Regions from separate parts of the Mus musculus genome. Here region 2 is linked to region 1. The links are chromatin contacts, called in public HiChIP or PLAC-seq maps. All regions are on one chromosome and are shown on one strand. Each heading gives the region's core, a stretch centred on a gene start, on an enhancer-like site or on the middle of the called end of the contact. The rest is flanking DNA. Distances are from core to core; before and after follow the strand shown. Region 1 overlaps Gm30799 (a long non-coding RNA gene). Region 2 has its middle 55 kb from the start of Sipa1l1.

What was found. HiChIP or PLAC-seq counts read pairs in DNA pulled down with a chosen protein or histone mark.
Region 2: an H3K27ac HiChIP or PLAC-seq map of extraembryonic endoderm stem cells shows a contact between it and region 1. The contact joins two enhancer-like sites. A contact is called at or near these places in 1 of 484 Hi-C or Micro-C datasets (nephron progenitors), 4 of 115 datasets of contacts at active chromatin or transcription factors (bone marrow-derived dendritic cells, bone marrow-derived macrophages, extraembryonic endoderm stem cells and 1 more) and 3 of 9 other capture datasets (adipose tissue, liver and pancreatic islet).

Annotation. Positions count from the first base shown.
Region 1 is chr12:82,111,594-82,114,293 of GRCm38.p6, forward strand. The region is part of intron 6 of Gm30799 (a long non-coding RNA gene); the gene reads left to right. Among named protein-coding and RNA genes, the nearest start is that of Gm30799, 43 kb to the left of the region's middle. Within about 2 kb of position 1,413, at least 4 of the 459 cell types and tissues checked have an H3K27ac peak or open chromatin away from gene starts, as enhancers often do. A contact at or near this core is called in extraembryonic endoderm stem cells, where this site is marked.
Region 2 is chr12:82,255,077-82,258,085 of GRCm38.p6, forward strand. It overlaps a transcript of Sipa1l1 not described here. Among named protein-coding and RNA genes, the nearest start is that of Sipa1l1, 55 kb to the right of the region's middle. Within about 2 kb of position 1,260, at least 51 of the 459 cell types and tissues checked have an H3K27ac peak or open chromatin away from gene starts, as enhancers often do. A contact at or near this core is called in extraembryonic endoderm stem cells, where this site is marked.

The DNA of each region.
Region 1 (2,700 bases), core at 163-2,662:
ATGGCGCTGGAGCAGAAGCTGAGAGCTTACCTGCTGAGATAACAACCATGAGGCACCCTCAATGACATACACCTTTCAAAAAGGCCATCTTTCCCAGTCCTTCCCAAACAGTTCCACTAACTTCAGATCAAGCATTCAAATATATTAACCCATGGAGGCCATTCTCGTTCAAACCATCACAGACAGAAAGCAGAGGCAGGAAGATCAAGAACTCAAGGGACCATTGGTTGCCAGGGATCCTGGGGGAAAGATGAATAGGCAGAGCACAGAGGATCTCAGAGCACAAGACTAGTCTGTGAAGTCCTAATGGTAGATACAAGGTATCAGATATGTGTCAAATCTCACTGAGTATATAACCCAAAGGGCAGACCCTGAGGTTAAGTGCACATTCTCATCTATAAAAATAGGTTCTTCCAAATATTGATAACCAATATGTTTTTCTTGCTATCTTATAAGCTGATACTGAGCCCACAAACATAGATGGAACAGGTAACTTCCATAAAGACCTTGGGTTTTCCCTTCTTAGATTCGAAAATGGTATCAAAGCTGTGCTGAGGTGTGAGGAGGGTCAGCCAGGTGTTCTTAACCACAGTGATCATTCCTGAGTACCTGATGGCTCCTAAAGTTCATGACTTGTGAACCTCCTAGACTGCTATCACAGGCTCAAGTCCTGGATGATAATAGCCTAGTACATTGCTGTTCCAGATTAAAGGCATGACTGAGAGCTGGGGATATGGCTCAGTTGGTAGTGTTTGCTTAGTACATTTGACCCATCCTCCAGCACAGCCTAAAACTGTAATCCCAATAGGCTGGAGGAAGAAGAGAGAAGATCAAGAATTCAAGGTCATCTTTGGATATATAGAGAATTTGAGGCTAACTTGGGCTACGAGGGATCCTGGGTCTGATATCTAGATTGGTAAGTAGGTAAGTAGAGAGATGGATGAGTAGGTGGGTGGTAGGTGGATGGATAGATAAATAGGTAGGTGGGTAGGAGGAGAGGAAAGGGAGGGAGGGAGGGAGAGAGAGAGAGGAGAGAGAGAAGGAGAGAAAGAGACAGACAGACAGTTTAGAGGTGAGTTAGTGACAAAGGGAGGCAGAGGAGGAACTAGTGGGGACCAGGATTTAGTTCAGTGGAGAAGTGGAGATTTATAGATGGAAAAGTGTAAGTGCCAACGCTTGCTTACTGATCCAGGCTCTCCTGATATGGTGGATAGAAATTAAAGCCAGGTTGGGCTGGAGGGGTCTGAGACAAGTTTACAGCAAGCAGGCAGACTTTTATAGCCTTATCAGAAACTCAATACAATGGCAGTTGCAGGGGTGGGGGTGGGGGGGACACAAAGGGTGTTGCCAGGGTACAATGGCATTTGCAATCTATACAAGGTACACAAGATTAACATCTAAGACTTATTGTGCTGCCAAGCTTCTGTGCTTCCTGACTTCTAGGGAATGCAGAGAGATGCAGGTGGCCTGAATGTCCCACTGCCCAAGGGGGTGCCTCGGTTTCTCAGGACCTGAAAGGCACACAGTGCCCCAGGAACCATGGGTTCTAATCTGAAAAAACCTATGGCACCTGCCTCCCAAGGCAGCCTGGCCGGGGCTGCTCCATGATTCTGCAGAAAAGGAGGCTAAGTTATTTGACAAAGATTATCTTCAAAGACGTTTTAAAATAGTGTGAGACATTATTTTTCTTTTTTTCTTCTTTTGCTTTTTAAGAAAGAAGCTACTAACTGCAGTAATGTACAAATTAGTTCACAGTTGATGTAACATACTAAGTGCTTCTCATCTCTCATGTGCAATAAACTCCTTGTGTACTGCCTGCACTTTTGGGCTCTGCTCTAAGAAGTTGGGAGAAACAGAAAGGTTAATGACATTTGCAGTTGGGTAAGAGGAGATGAACACACACACACAAACGCACACATGAGTAAGTAGACTTGCAGGAGACAGTCACAAAGGAGAATTTTCTATACAGAAAGAGAACCTGGTATCTTATGAAGGACAGAGAAGTCTTTGAGGAAGATGAAGGAAATGTCTTGAAGGATTGATAGGATTTTTTTCTACAAGGGCCAAACAAGATGACAAGCCAGGACATTTCACACAATGCTCTAGCAAGGACAAATATCAAGTGACACAATTTGGCTGGAGTGGGACTTGCAGAGGGTCACGGCCAGAGTGACAGGCAGGTGAGATTCAGACAGCCTGTGGAGAGGTTTGAACATCAGACTAGAGCATCTGCCTTAGCTCAGTGGACACTTGTCAAGCATCAAGCAGTGCTGGGACCTCTTTGCTGTCTGAGGGCTTGACAGGTGCTGGTAGACATTTCCTTTCTTCCTCTGTACCTCTGTCTTTGTTCTGTTTTCCATTTCTTTATTAGGAACATTTCTTTTCATTATTTTTAACTACCTGTGTGTGCATGAGAGAGAAGGAGAGAGAGAGAAAGGGGGGGAGGGAGAGAGGGAAGAGAAAGGGAGAATGTGTGTGTGGGTAAAGTTGCCTTTAGAGGTAGAGGTATCTGATCCTACTGGAGCTGGGGATTTATACAGTCATCAACCACCAGACATGGGTGCCAGGAACTGAACCTGGGTCTTCTAGAAAAGCAGCAAGCTCTCTTAGCTGCTGAGCCTCTCTGTGAGCCCCGTCTCCCACCCTTGTCATTTTTCCCCTTTTGAATTTTCCCTTTCAACTTAGTCCCTGATAAGAATT
Region 2 (3,009 bases), core at 10-2,509, 140 kb after region 1:
ACAGAACTTGATGGGACAAAAAGAGCCATGTACATTTCCAGTTTCAGGTCTCTGTTCTGTCATTTCTGATTTTTGTGTTTACTAGTAATGAAAATGTTTGGTAAGCCCCCACCCCCAACCCCTTACTTTGACCCGACATTGAATTCCAGGCTGAATGAGAACATCTATCTAGGTCTGTTCAAACCTTAATCATGTATGGTCTTAGTAGTGACAATCACTTAACAGAGGGACCCACATGATTCTGAGGTGCCGTGAGATGTGGATAATTCCAGTTCTCTGGAAGGGAGTCTGAGGAAGGGTTGGAAAGAAAGGGCAGTCACACACAGGTCTGGCCTGCTTAGAGCCTCTGCTCTTGTAGCCCGTGTAAGATCATGAAAAAAATTAAAGGCAAATATATTGTAAATGGTGATAGAGATGCTTTAATGATGTGGTTTGAATATGCTTGGCCCAGGACTTGGCACTTTTAGGAGGTGTGGCCCTGTTGGAATAGGTGCGGCCTTGTTGAAGGAAGTGTGTCACTGTGGGGGTAGACTTTGAGACCCTCCTCCTGGCTGCCTGAGAACATTTTGCCCCTGCCTTCCCTTGAATGAGGATGTAGAACTCTCAGCTCCTCCTGCACCAGGCCTGCCTGGATGCTGCTGAGCTCCTGTCTTGATGATAATGGACTGAACCTCTGAACCTGTAAGCCAGCCCCAAGTAAATGTTGTCCTTACAAGAGTTGCCTTGGTCATGGTGTCTGTTCACAGCAGTAAAACTCAAACTAAGACAAATGAAGTGGTGGTAACTGCAAGGCCAAGTGACCTTCACAAGGGATATTCTAGAAGCCAAGTAGAGGAGCTGACAGCCATGGGGGGTGTAGTAGTCTGTTTGTTCATAGGCATTTGCAGATTAGTCATTAGTATTTGAATGGAATCTTCTAAATAAGCTACATTTTACCAAGTGTTGACCCTTGTTTCTTAGCCTCAGAACTTTTTAACTTCTCTGGCTTTTATTTGCCAGGGAACCTTACAGAATGTCTACCAGGGCTGTGCAGGGTGACCTCCAAGGAGGTGTTACCATAGAGAAGGACTTTGGTCCCTGAGACTTGCATCAGAGAGAAGAGCTGGGAGCTGGGAGGTCTGAAGTGTGTTCATTAGCCCTACATGCTGTGCGTCAGCGGCTTCTTTAGTGTAAAAACACAACTTTTACCCCAGAGGGAGTGAGACAGTTTATTCTGGGCCAAATAAGAATGGCTGCGGCCCGGGGACACAGATTCAGGTCACCCCAGACACTGTGTTCCTATGTGGTAATAGTTGAACACAGTGTTTGTAGTAAGAGAACAAAGAACTAGCCCGAAAGGCCCTTTTCATTTATGTGGGTGGAAGTAACAGGCAGGCGGGCCTCCGCTCCAGGTCTCAGATGCTATCTAATGACATTCTTAGGTTGATGGAAGCTAGGGGTCTGTTATTGCATTCCAAAGGGGTTTACCTAATAGTCTTAAGAATGTTAGGTCAGATACAGGGGCAGACAATGGAATACTGTCAGTGGACTAAGGTAGCCCAAGATCATTTTGACTCCTATCTTTTCACAATCAGTTGATAGCCATGGCACTATGGGTAACAGAGGTGTGTCTTTGCCCTCATTTGTTCTCTTGCTATGAAATAGATGTAGCTCTTCACAGGTAAAAAACTGAGGTTCCTGATGAATCTGCTCCAGCCAGCTCATGCCATCCAAGCAAGGCTAGCCTTTTGTTAACATTGAGAGTTTTTGAGCTCAAGGCATTAAATGTTGCCTGGAGCCCCAGGTCTTATATAGTTAATTATATTGCCCTGTGTTGTTCAGGCCTAACTATTATGGTAGAGTAGAGCTGTGTATGGTGTTGGTCTCTAAAGTTGGTCTCATGCTATTTCAGTATGTGAGGCCTACCCTGTGGTGACTCAGCAGAGACACTAAGAAATGCCTAGAGGTGGCCCTTGAATTAGGCACAGCAGGAGAGATGAACTTTGGAGTTATAGGGTAGTGTTATGGGGGACTTTGTGAACAGGGCCTAAGCGAGGGAGCACAGGACTGCTGTGGGTTCAGCGTGTCTGCAGGGAAGGGCATGAGAAGGGCAGGGGAAATAGCTGAGAAGTTCAGCTGGAGCCGAGCCCTACTGAAGAATTTGGATCCTCTTTCTGTAGGCGGTGAGAAACTTTTGCTGTTTTTGAGACTGATAAGGTATCTTTTTGTTTTAAAAATCTTAAAAAGACCTAGCCAAAGTTAAAATTCGTGCCAGGTGGTAGTGCAGTTTTTAATCCCAGTTCATGGGAGGTAGAGGCAGGAGAATCTTTGTAAGTTCAAGTCCCAATTTGGTCTACATGTCGAGGTTAGAAAAAAGAAATGCAATGAAAATGAGCTGATAAGGAAATGGTGAGTGATTGCAGCTAGGCAGTGGTGGAGCACATCTTTAATCTCAGAGTTTACACAGGAGGCAGAGGCAGGCAGAGCTCTGAGAGTTTGAAGCCAGCCTGGGCTAAGAAGGAGTTAAAGATTCAATATAAATGAAAATAAAAACCAAAACAAAGCTCAGATTTACCCACGGGAAATGATTGTTTTGTGAACTAGAGTTCTGATTGCAATCCTGTTAGTGTGGTGATCAAGGTTCAGGACAAGTAGAAACACAAGATTGTTGGGAATCTGTTGGAATCTTGATTGGCATACACAGGTCTGTGTGGTGCTTATTTGTGAGTCTGAGATCTGAAGTCTACAAAGTGAGACTTCCTCATGAGCCATGTGACCAGTCAGGCAGTTTAGGTGCGACCTCCTGTTGCTTTCTTAGTTCCAGAAAAGAGCCAACTTTCCCGGTGACCTCTGTCATGTATTATTGCCCAGAATATTCCTAAGGGCCCTCCTAGTTGAACCTTTACCCATGTATGATATTTATAAAAATACAGCTTTCTGCTTGCTTTAAGCAGAGTTTATACTGCTTTACCAAGGAAATGAAAAAAGTATATGTCTTAGCACCGAGGTGAGGAGAAAGTTTGCTGGTTA